Regions from separate parts of the Mus musculus genome. Here all the other regions are linked to region 1. Evidence: chromatin contacts called from public HiChIP or PLAC-seq data. All regions are on one chromosome and are shown on one strand. The core of a region is the stretch at or near the end of the contact, and the rest is flanking DNA. Distances in the headings are between cores, read along the strand shown. Region 1 overlaps Fyn (Fyn proto-oncogene). Region 2 has its middle 58 kb from the start of Gm31616. Region 3 has its middle 36 kb from the start of Gm31562.

The links. HiChIP or PLAC-seq counts read pairs in DNA pulled down with a chosen protein or histone mark.
Region 2: a contact with region 1 is called in a CTCF HiChIP or PLAC-seq map of CD8 T cells, with 5 read pairs. The contact joins two enhancer-like sites. A contact is called at or near these places in 2 of 15 datasets of contacts at CTCF or cohesin (CD8 T cells and the NIH/3T3 cell line) and 3 of 115 datasets of contacts at active chromatin or transcription factors (CD8 T cells, embryonic basal ganglia and embryonic stem cells).
Region 3: a BATF HiChIP or PLAC-seq map of CD8 T cells shows a contact between it and region 1, with 5 read pairs. The contact joins two enhancer-like sites. A contact is called at or near these places in 1 of 15 datasets of contacts at CTCF or cohesin (the NIH/3T3 cell line) and 2 of 115 datasets of contacts at active chromatin or transcription factors (CD8 T cells and embryonic basal ganglia).

Annotation. Positions count from the first base shown.
Region 1 is chr10:39,477,939-39,481,669 of GRCm38.p6, forward strand. The region is part of intron 3 of Fyn (Fyn proto-oncogene); the gene reads left to right. Among named protein-coding and RNA genes, the nearest start is that of Fyn, 110 kb to the left of the region's middle. Within about 2 kb of position 1,958, at least 19 of the 459 cell types and tissues checked have an H3K27ac peak or open chromatin away from gene starts, as enhancers often do. A contact at or near this core is called in CD8 T cells, where this site is marked.
Region 2 is chr10:39,309,806-39,313,224 of GRCm38.p6, forward strand. No RefSeq gene overlaps it. Among named protein-coding and RNA genes, the nearest start is that of Gm31616, 58 kb to the right of the region's middle. Within about 2 kb of position 1,761, at least 22 of the 459 cell types and tissues checked have an H3K27ac peak or open chromatin away from gene starts, as enhancers often do. A contact at or near this core is called in CD8 T cells, where this site is marked.
Region 3 is chr10:39,279,279-39,282,648 of GRCm38.p6, forward strand. No RefSeq gene overlaps it. Among named protein-coding and RNA genes, the nearest start is that of Gm31562, 36 kb to the left of the region's middle. Within about 2 kb of position 1,258, at least 43 of the 459 cell types and tissues checked have an H3K27ac peak or open chromatin away from gene starts, as enhancers often do. A contact at or near this core is called in CD8 T cells, where this site is marked.

The DNA.
Region 1 (3,731 bases), core at 708-3,207:
ATCCTAGCTGCAGGGTGGCCAGTGCAGGAAGATCACAAGTTCAGTGCCTTCCAAGACTACAGAGAGTTCAAGGCCTAGGCAACTTAGATCCTGTCTCAAATTTTAAAACAAGAAGAGGGGCTAGTGAATTAGTAATAGGCTTAGTGGTGGGGTATGCATGTGTGAGGTCCTGGGTCCAGCCCTTCATTTGGCCAGAGGAATATTCCTCTATACAATACCCCATCCTATTTGGTGGCTTGCTTAAAGGTGGCTTCAAGCATTTCTTCTAAGTGAAACACATTTCAGCTTTTCGGCTAGACTTTATTACCACGGTCTCAACTCCTTCAATACGATCACTCTTTTGTGGACAAGTCCTAGATTCTATATAGTCAAGGCTTGTGAGATTACTAAATTATTGATGCACCACATGTATATAGAGGCAGGTTTTCTGTGTATATATATACTTATATATGTTGTTAGATATGTTTTATTACATTATTAAGGCAAGCTCTCGGGGAAATATCCTGTTCTGAGGCTGAAACCAACCAGTTGCATTGTAGGACTTAGGGAATCACTTTGACTTGGGATGGACAAGTGAGTGTAGGGGCTGGGGTTCTTTTTTTATTTATTTATGTTATGGATATGAGTACACTGTAGCTTCAGACACACCAGAAGAGGGCATCAGATCCTGTAACAGATAGTTACGAGCCACCATGTGGTTGCTGGGAATTGAACTCAGGACCTCTGGAAGAGCAGTCAGTGTTCTTAACCTCTGAGCTACCTCTCCAGCCCGAGGCTGGGGTTCTTGTCTGTGTTCTTCTGCACGAACACCAAGGTCCATGGGGGTTCAAGCTGAAGATAAGCAGGATCCTGCTCAAGGTGGGAGAATACACACAGCAGCACGGTTCCTGTTTTAAAATACAATCAAGCGGCATTAAGAAATCATGCTGGCTGGCTGGCTGGCTGGCTGGGTTTCTCACAGTCATTATGGAGGTGATACTGGTCTTGGTTTGCCAGCATGCTGTGTTTGACAGTAGCAACTGTACAGTTTACACACTGAGAGAGAGTCTCAGAGACCAGCTCTGAGTAGAAAGGCATGCCCTGCTGTGCTTACAAGTGGTCTGTGAGCCAAGGGCCACACTACCTCGCCCTTAGGATCCTCTCCTAACCACCAAGAAAGCAAACCTAGACTGGGGTCTGGAACCCTTGAGTGAAGAGTCTCCACTTCGACAAGCAGCAAGTACAGTGTCTTCACACAGCTCAGCGGTTGTATGGGGAGGGGTAGGAGGGCACTGTCACCTCTGGGACAGATCACTCTCTTGATGCCTAAAATTGCATTATCATTGCAGTTTAGAGAGTCAGAGTTCAGACTTGCTGAGAATGGCATGCGGCTCCTAGCTTGGCAAGGTTCTGTTTGCCCTTTCTGTTAGCCTCACTAGCTCAGTGGAGCTACAGGTGGGCACAGTATTGACCAGCAAAACCTGTCTTTGGCAAGTGTGGCTAGCATGTTAAGTAACTTCACCCAACTTGGTCTTCTCAGAAGCACCCACTTTCTCATTGTCTCTGAAACCCCAACTTAAGTGAAGCTGGAGTTACTGTCACAATAAAGCACACTGTTAAGTGACTGCCTCATACAGTTGACTCAAACTGAAATTACTTTCAGCTAATACTCCCAGCATCTTTCTCACACTTGCTGCTACTAAACCACATCCCCCCCATCCTGTGCTTGGTAACTTCTTGTTGTTCAAGCCTTGTTTTCCCGTGTGACATCTCAGGTGTGACCCCTTACTCCAGCCTGTCAAAGTATTTCCATGTCTTAATATTGTCACTTCCAGCATTTCCCGCCTCTCCAAAACTCTCTTCATCTAAATGCTTTCCCAAGATAGTTTTCTGTGTCTTCAACTGAGAGATTAGCAAGGTTGGTGAAAGACTGAGAGCCCCACTTGATGCCCAGGACACCACAGGCTAGGTGTGGGTCTCCTTCAACCTTTGTCAGACTTATCCCTCACTCCTCTCCTCACCCAGGCCACAGCCCACACATCAAGTGTGTTGTGAGAGGCCAGACCTGATGCTGAGCTCCATGAAGATCCACATTTATGATCCCTGTCAAAACAAACCGGGACAGGGTCCCCTGACTGAGGGACAAGGCTCAGTGCTAAGACACTGAAGCAGGATTTCGTACACACCGCTTTACCATACCTTAAGACTTTTTCCGTGAGACTTTTCTTCCTTAAAGAAAATCAACTATTACTAAGATTTAGGGTACAGAAATAGGACGGAAGTTCACATAGAACTATTTTTACACAGTTTTTGAGTTTCCCTTGCAGGTGATAAATTATCAAATATCAACGTGTGTCAACTAGACTGTAAGAAGTCCACTGAGTCTTCCCATTCACGCCTCCTTCTACCAGCTGACAGCCAGGCTCTTTCCGTTCTGCTCCAACCCTCTCTTCTGAAGTCAAGACTGACTTGAATGGCTGAAGCTCTTCCTAGTCATGCCCCTGTTCCAGATGCTGTACAAGCTGGCACATCCTGCAGGGGGCTGCCCGAGTTCAAAAGCCAGTTCTTTCCTTTGGCTTTTCCTGGTTCTCATTTATTCAAAGCAGCAATGACCTTGTTCTTCAAGCCCTATGCCACCTAGTGGACTCCTCCCTGTCCCCCAAGTCTCCTGCACCTGTGGCCAGGACTGTCCCCACCTACTTCTAAGAAGGCTTATATTCTAAAGCAATAACCCAACCAATAACTCAATGCAGCCTTGCCTCATCTCTTCACTGGGAGACATTTCTTCCTTCATTTCTCCTCATACAGCTGCCACGGGACTGTGTTTTATGTATAATCATTTGTATGTTCCCTTTATCCAAAGCAGCTTAGGGGCAGGATGACTGCGCATTCATCTTTTTAGCTTACCAGTAGTTGACAGGCTGTATTGGATGGATGCATAACGAGACAGGTGAGAGGGTGGTTATGAAAGGGTGGGTGGAGAGTCAGGATTGACCCATGACAGGGTAAATAACACGGCAATATTTCCACTAACCAAATTAGTAATAAAATTTGTTACTCAAAGATTTGACTAACAATACTCCCAAGTCTCTCCCACGCTTTTGCTTTGATATTTTTAGAAGACTGTTGTTGTTCACCACATTACAACTGTATCAGTCCTTAGTTTTGCATGCTTTTGCATACATTTGAGAAGACGGTACTGTGGGCTTTCCTATTACACTATTCAAAAATCAGACATAATTTGAAAGCTGTCTTTGTCATTTCTTAAAGACTGGACCATACAATTTAAAATATGTTAAGATGTTGGAAACATTTTTCAACACCAAAAATCAGAATTCACTTTAAGGAGTATTTCACACGTGCTATACCATCTCCACACTTTTGTTTCCCGTTGACGGTTGTTGTTTTAGATTGATTGAACCCAGGTCTCTGAGGTTAAAGTAGAGATTAATCCCCAAGAGGAAACACTCACCCTACCTGAAAGAGAGAGCTCTGCTCTGGGATTCTCAGGCCACTGAAGGATTCACCCTGGAGCACATTTGCCTCATTTAAATCTGAAAGAGAGCTGCATCCTTCCTGTTCCTACACAAAGATGCTGAGAAAATCCACTGAGAAATCAGGCGGATTAAAATGCTTTATAGTAGTGGAACAGTGAGGAGTGAGGGAGATGATGGAGAAGTAAAGGAATAAAACCACGTGGCTCTATCGAAAGCCAACAGCACTGTTCCTCAGAATCTCGGTCTGTTGTCAAA
Region 2 (3,419 bases), core at 511-3,010, 170 kb before region 1:
AGGAGTTACAGAGACAAAGTTTGGAGCTGAGACAAAAGGATGGACCATCTAGAGACTGCCATATCCAGGGATCCATCCCATAATTAGCCTCCAAACGATGACACCATTGCATACACTAGCAAGCATTTGCTGAAAGGACCCTGATATAGCTCTCTCTTGTGAGACTAGGCTGGGGCCTAGCAAACACATAAGTGGATGCTCACAGTCAGCTATTGGATGGATCACAAGGCCCCCAATGGAGGAGCTAGAGAAAGTAATCAAGGAGCTAAAGAGATCTGCAACCCTGTAGGTGCAACAACATTATGAACTAACCAGTACCCCAGAGCTCTTGACTCTAGCTGCATATGTATCAAAAGATGGCCTAGTAAGCCATCACTGGAAAGAGAGACCCACTGGACAGGAAAACTTTATATGCCCCAGTACAGGGGAACGCCAGGGCCAAAAAGTGGGAATGGGTGGGTAGGGGAGTGGGGGTGGGTATAGGGGACTTTTGGGATAGCATTGGAAATATAATTGAGAAAAATACATAATAAAAAAATATTAAAAAAAAAAGAACTGGGGGAGCTTTCCTTCTACCATGTACCCAGAGGTACTTGGTGCTAACCTGCTTGACTTGGCATCCTGGTGAGTGGAAGAGTGTACCTGAAGGACAGAAATGTCCTTGAGTGAACACTCTGAGACTATGACTCTTGTTGTGCACCTCACAGGCCCCCTTTGCTGTAGCAGCCAATAGTCAGAGCTAGGTATACGTGGTTACAGTATCTTCCCTTAAATGGAAATGCTACTTTGATTACCAAACAACTATGAAGCAAAGAAATGAAGGGAGGGTGACTTCCTACAGCTGCTTCAAGGATGCCAATTGTCATTGCTCCTGGAAGACAGACTGAGGATGGGATTCATGTTTAAATCAAGGAGCCCACCTTGTGTGAAGACCAGAAACTTGGCTGTCCCTCAGCGAGTGTGTGTGTGTGTGTGTGTGTGTGTGTGTGTGTATCCTTCAGCCGTGTTGTATGTTCCTGAGCACTACATAAACATCAATTGGAGAGGATGAAAATTTCCTAGTGTGAGAGGAAAGAAGAGTTACTCACTTACTCAACAAAAAGCAATACTACATTGCAGCCCACTTTATCCATGAATTACATCATACCTTCAGAGTTGTAGACTTTGTTTTTGTCGACCTGAATAAATGGAAGAGGTGTGTATCCATGTGTTGGTTTGTTTTTGTTAACTTGACACAAGCTAGAGACATTCTGGGAAGATGGAACCCAATTGAGGAATTGCTTCTAACAGAATGGCCCATGGGCATGTCTATGGGGGGCATTTTATTGATTTTTAATGGATGGAGGAGGGTCTAGCTAGCTGTGGGAGCACAACCCCTGGGCAGGCAGTCCTGGGTGGTATAAGAAAAGCAACTGGATGTGACCCTGGAGACAACTGAGGGAGCAGCTTCTTCCATGGTTCCGGCCTCAGGTACCTGCTTGTTTCCTGACCTGACTTCTCTCAGTGACAGGTTGTGTGACCTGGGAGTTGTAGGATGAGACAAAGTCTCTTTTTTCCCTCAAGTTGGTTTTGGTTATGAAATTCTATCCCAGCAACAGAAAACAAACTAGAACAACAAGCCATCTCTCCATTGCTTTGAAACGATACCCAAATAACTCAAATAAGGAAAGAACTATTTGGGGATGGTGGTTTCAGGCCATTGTCAGGTGACTGCCATTTTAGTGCCTGTGGAGAGGCTAAGTATCATAATGGGGAGACCTAAGACCTAACTTCCTCCCACAAGACTCCACCCCTGAAGGGCCCCATTACCTCTCAAAAGCACCACAGCTGCTCAGGCTTTTAATATATATCCTTTTGTGGACTCTTGAAATGTAAGTCACAACAACAGGTGGCATGATGAAGCACTTACACAGCAGGCACAGGAGCTAGGCTGCTAGTGTCCAAATCCTGACTGTCCGTCATGGGCCAGGTGACCTTGACAAGTTACTTCACATTTATGCAACTTAGTGCTTCATCAATTAAATGAGGTCAGGTGCCTTCTCAAATGACAGAAGTATGAACAGATTGTTTACTAATAGAGGACTAATGAAATGGATAAAGATAGAACCGTACTGTGTTTTCCAATGGTCTTCAGTGACCAAAACAATTATGTCTGTGGGAGAGCAAGGGAAAGCCCCTCCGACATGAACAACCTGTCACTGAGAGAAGTCAGATCAGGAAACAAGCAGGTACCTGAGGCCAGAACCATGGAAGAAGCTGCTCCCTCAGTTGTCTCCAGGGTCACATCCAGTTACTTTTCTTATGGTCTCCAGGCAGATGGCTCGGCTCCCTAAATTAAATGGGAAAGAGAATGGCAGTTGGAGTTTTAACAAACATCCAGATAACTAAGTTTATGCTAAAAAACTGATTAAGTTTTGTAGTTGTCTTTCGCTACTTTGTGGTTCTTCTTTCTCCCATCCTTTCCCAGCCTTTTCTTCCCTTCTTTCAACCCCTCACACTAGTTAAGAGAGAAAAAAGGATAAAGAGAAAGGGGACAACGATATTGTTAGACTACTTTCTGCTGATTAGGGGCAAGTTTGATCCTCACCATCAGGATATATAATTCCTTCTTGTTCTTTCTTCTTTGCAAATGACTGCCTAATAAACTACAACCAACAGCAAACAAGCAACAACCCACCAACATCCAACCAACAACCCACATATTGGGGCATTTATAGACCCTCTGAAAAGTTCCCAGAATTCCAAAGGTCCGCAATTGCAGAAACTATCTGCAGGGCAAAATCTGAACCTGCTAGAACACGAGGCAAATCATAGTAAGCTGCTGGGGACAGTTGAAGCAACCTCATATCCCACACCTGGGATTAAAACAAAACATATTCTTATTTGTGTTTTTTAAAGAAACTAAAATTCTCACTACAAAGTTTAGCTTCCTTTCCTTGTTTGTTTTTTTTTCAGATGTTGAACAGTATTTGGCCTATGATTTTCATTTATTACATCAGCCACACATGTATATTCATGTGTATATAAATAGACACATACAATTGGGCTAAAATCCTCCCAGGGTATAAATTATTTTCCTTGTGTCGTTCACTTAAATGTAGCAAATAAAAGTATCAAATCCAAGTCACTTCTTTAGCTCCAGTGAATGTCCTAAAAAAAGCCCACATGTTCAAGGCTTGGTTTTGAAGGTACTGCTAGTCAAAGGCCCTGTGGGAGGTGTGCCCTTAAAGGGGATGGAAAGACCTCACTCACTCAGTCTCTTCCTATTCCTGTCTTACTTTTGCCACTCAGTGTTGGACTGGAACTTCCAAAATCATTAGTCAGAATAAATATTTTTCCTTTAGAAACTAATTGCCTTAAGTATTTTGTTACAAGACAGAAAGTTGACTGGTACAAACAGATTTGGAATCTAGACCTTT
Region 3 (3,370 bases), core at 8-2,507, 200 kb before region 1:
TAGATCCCTGTCTTATTAACCAAAATAAAACCATACACAGAATAGCTGGCCAATGATATCCAGGGATCTACCTGTCCCCTCTCCTCCTCCCCTCAAGCACTCTCCAGTGCTCCAGGCTGGAGTTAGAGACATACCACCTAGTCTGCTCTTTTGTGGGCTGGAGATCTGAACTCAGGTCCTCACATTTGCCCAGCAAACACTTTACTGGCTGAGCCAGGTCCCTAGCCCTGATATAAGCATAGTTTTAACCAAGACTAAGCCTTTTCTTGCAAAGGGACCATTTCCATAACTTCTCATCTGCTTAGACCCTGGGCCCCAAAGGTCATCTCATCAGCCATGACAGTGTTACTATTTCTCATCCCCACTTGCTCGCTCCTGAGTTTCTACAAATCTGTATTTTCTTTGACTGGGCCCTCTAGTTAGGACTCCATAACACTCTGTCTAGTTGCTCGCAGAAGTGATGTCTGAATTCCCTTGTCTCTCATCCAGTCTAATGCATTTTCACCAGGATTTCATCCTCAACATACTACAGAGCCAAGCTGGCACTGGACTCCCCAGTGGCTCAGGAGGAAGTCAGAAGTACCAGTCCTGCCTTCATCTGGAAATGACCTGTAGATTGCTTCTGTTGTCTTCTGGAGATTAACAGTCATGAGGACAGGGAACGAAATTCTAAAACAAGCCCTGCGGGCAGACATCTGTGCCCACTGCTTAGGAGCTGTAGGAGATTTGGTTTTAGTAACAGTGGTTGCTGATAAATGTTTATCAACCAAGGGAACAATAGAGAGAAGGGAGCTCGATTCAGTACTTGCCACTTTATATGGTGTAAATAGACTCATCATGGCTGCCTTCAGACCACTTGTATAACATCATGAAACACGGAACTGGGTAGAATGCACACTGAATTGACTGAACTGGTTTTGTTTGTTTGTTTGCTTTGCTTTGTTTTTAATTGACTCTTAAATCAGTACCAGGGTGCCCAGAATTAATACTGGTAAGTTGGGAAACAACTGTGTGTCTGCTGGCAATAAATGTTTATAGAGTACCTGCTATGTACCAGATCATAGAAATGCTGAGGACAAAAAAAGATCCAAAATCCCCAGAGATCACGCCTTCTGCTAGGAAAGTCAGATAATAACGTGTGTAATATAATGAGAAGTGAAATTAAGAAAGAAAAAACAGATGCCATGCGGTGAGGGTGAGCAGAGGATACCCAGAGACCAGAGTTAGGCAGCTCTAGCTATAAATACCCAGAGGCCTGCCCACAGCCACACCACGTGGCACGGGTGAGGGAAGACACCCAGAGGTCTGCCAGCTGTTTGACTGGCCTGCAGCAGGAGCCACTACAACATGCACGTATGTGGTGGAGAGTTGGAAGAGAAAGAGAAGTGGAACAGTTTGAGCATTATGAAGTGAGGTAGAACTGGAAGCTCGAGGGTGGAGAGAAGTAGCCTGATGTGAGCAGCCTGCGCTGCCACCTGAGACCATGGTGAAGTCCCGGCCCACGTTGCTGCTGAGGGACACGTCTAGGTTTGTGGCCATGCAGCAGCAGGGGTCTGTGTCACTGTCCATGGAGCATGTTACCACTATAGATCATGCGAATGTCCCTGGTCTGGGCTGCAGCCTGGGACCATTTTGATATCGAAGGGCTGTGTAGAGTTGGCCCCACCCCCCACTGGCTGCCGCTTTTGGGAGAGCAGGCCCTAGATCTCACCTGGGCAGCACAGTAGGGGTGGCCCTGGTATCATGAGCAAGGGAGAGCTGTCCCTGCCGTCATCTGCCTTGAGATGGCACAAGCACTCTTTGCCACTTGAGACAGTCAGAGAGCTGGCCTGAGGGTCATGAGAGCAGGAGAGCTGGCTCAGCCCCTTGACTGCTCAGGAGAGTGGGCCCCACAGCTCACCTGGGCAGCACAGTAGATCTGGCTCTCGTGGTGTGGGTGTGGGTGGGCTGGCCCTGAGGACATGAAATCGAGAGAGTTGGCCCTGCCCATTGCTGGCTGTGGTACTGGTGATCTAGCCAGGGCAATGCTGGAGAGCTTGATCTGGTGGTGTGGGTGCAGGTGAGTTGGCGATCTGACCAGTTCAGATACCTCTCAGGCTCAGATCCACCAAACCCAGGGCTTTGAGTTGGCTTACACCAGCATCTACCTTTCAGTGAACTGCTTGAGCATGTGAAGGGGCCGGTCCTGCAGATCCAAAGCTTTAGGACCTCCATGACATAGGATAACAACAGGATATCTGAGAAGACTCAGTGAGGACCCAGTATTGATAGTGTGGCAGAAGCCAGAAGCCTCAAACCAGACCAATGACTCCTTGCAAATGGACAGGTTTCTGCAAGTGAAATTATGTGGACAAAAGGGTGGACAGTGTGACACACTGCAGCTTCCACGATGAGATGTTTTTATGCTTTGTTTTGTTTTTATTTTCTTATCGGGGTGGGGGGGAGTTGCAAGAGCAGAGGGTGGATAGGAAGGGATAGGGAGATGAACAGGGTTGGAGAGCATGATGTGAACTCACAAAGAATCAATGAAAAGTTTATTAAAAAGGAAAGATAAAACGAAAATGGAAACAGGCCAGTGGGGTGGCTCAAAGGCTAAAGGTGTTTGCTGCCAAGCCTGATGACCTGAGTTCAATTCCTGGGTCTCATGAGGAGGAGGGAGAAGAACTGGCACCTGGAAATTGTCCTCTAGCTCCACTTGCATGCACAGAAACAAACAAGCAAACAAAAACAAATAAATAAATGTGATTTTAATAATTAAAATATATGCATAATAGGTAAAAGTGGGTAACCCTCCCCGCCCCCCCTTCCAGTGAGAGGATGATCAGGGGAGGACTGACTGAAGGCACCGCATATAGAAAAATCAGCATTAGTGTTGAGTGCAAACTATCTCACGAAGCACTTGCCTGAGGGCAGACACATTCACTATACCAACTCCTCAAGAAAATTTCCTGGATAGCACATTTAATTCAATAAATTTATTACAATGGTGTTTTAGTTACTGTTCTGTTTCTGATGAGACTCCATGACCATGGCGACTCTTAAAATAGGAAAAGCATTTACTTGGGGGCTTGCTTATAGTTTCAGAGACTTAGTCCATTATCATCATGGTGGACACATAGGCAGACATGGTGCTGGAGATGAACTGAGAGCTTTGCATCCTCATCTGCATTAGGTAGGGAGAGAGAGAGAGAGAGAGAGAGAGAGAGAGAGAGAGAGAGAGAGAGAGAGTGAGTTGGGGCTTGGCATGGACTTTTGAAACCTCAAAGCCCATACCCAGTGACACACCTCCTCCAACAAGGCCACACCTCCTAATCCTTCTCAAACAGTGCCACTCCCTGGTGACTGAGCACTCAAATACATGAGCCTATGC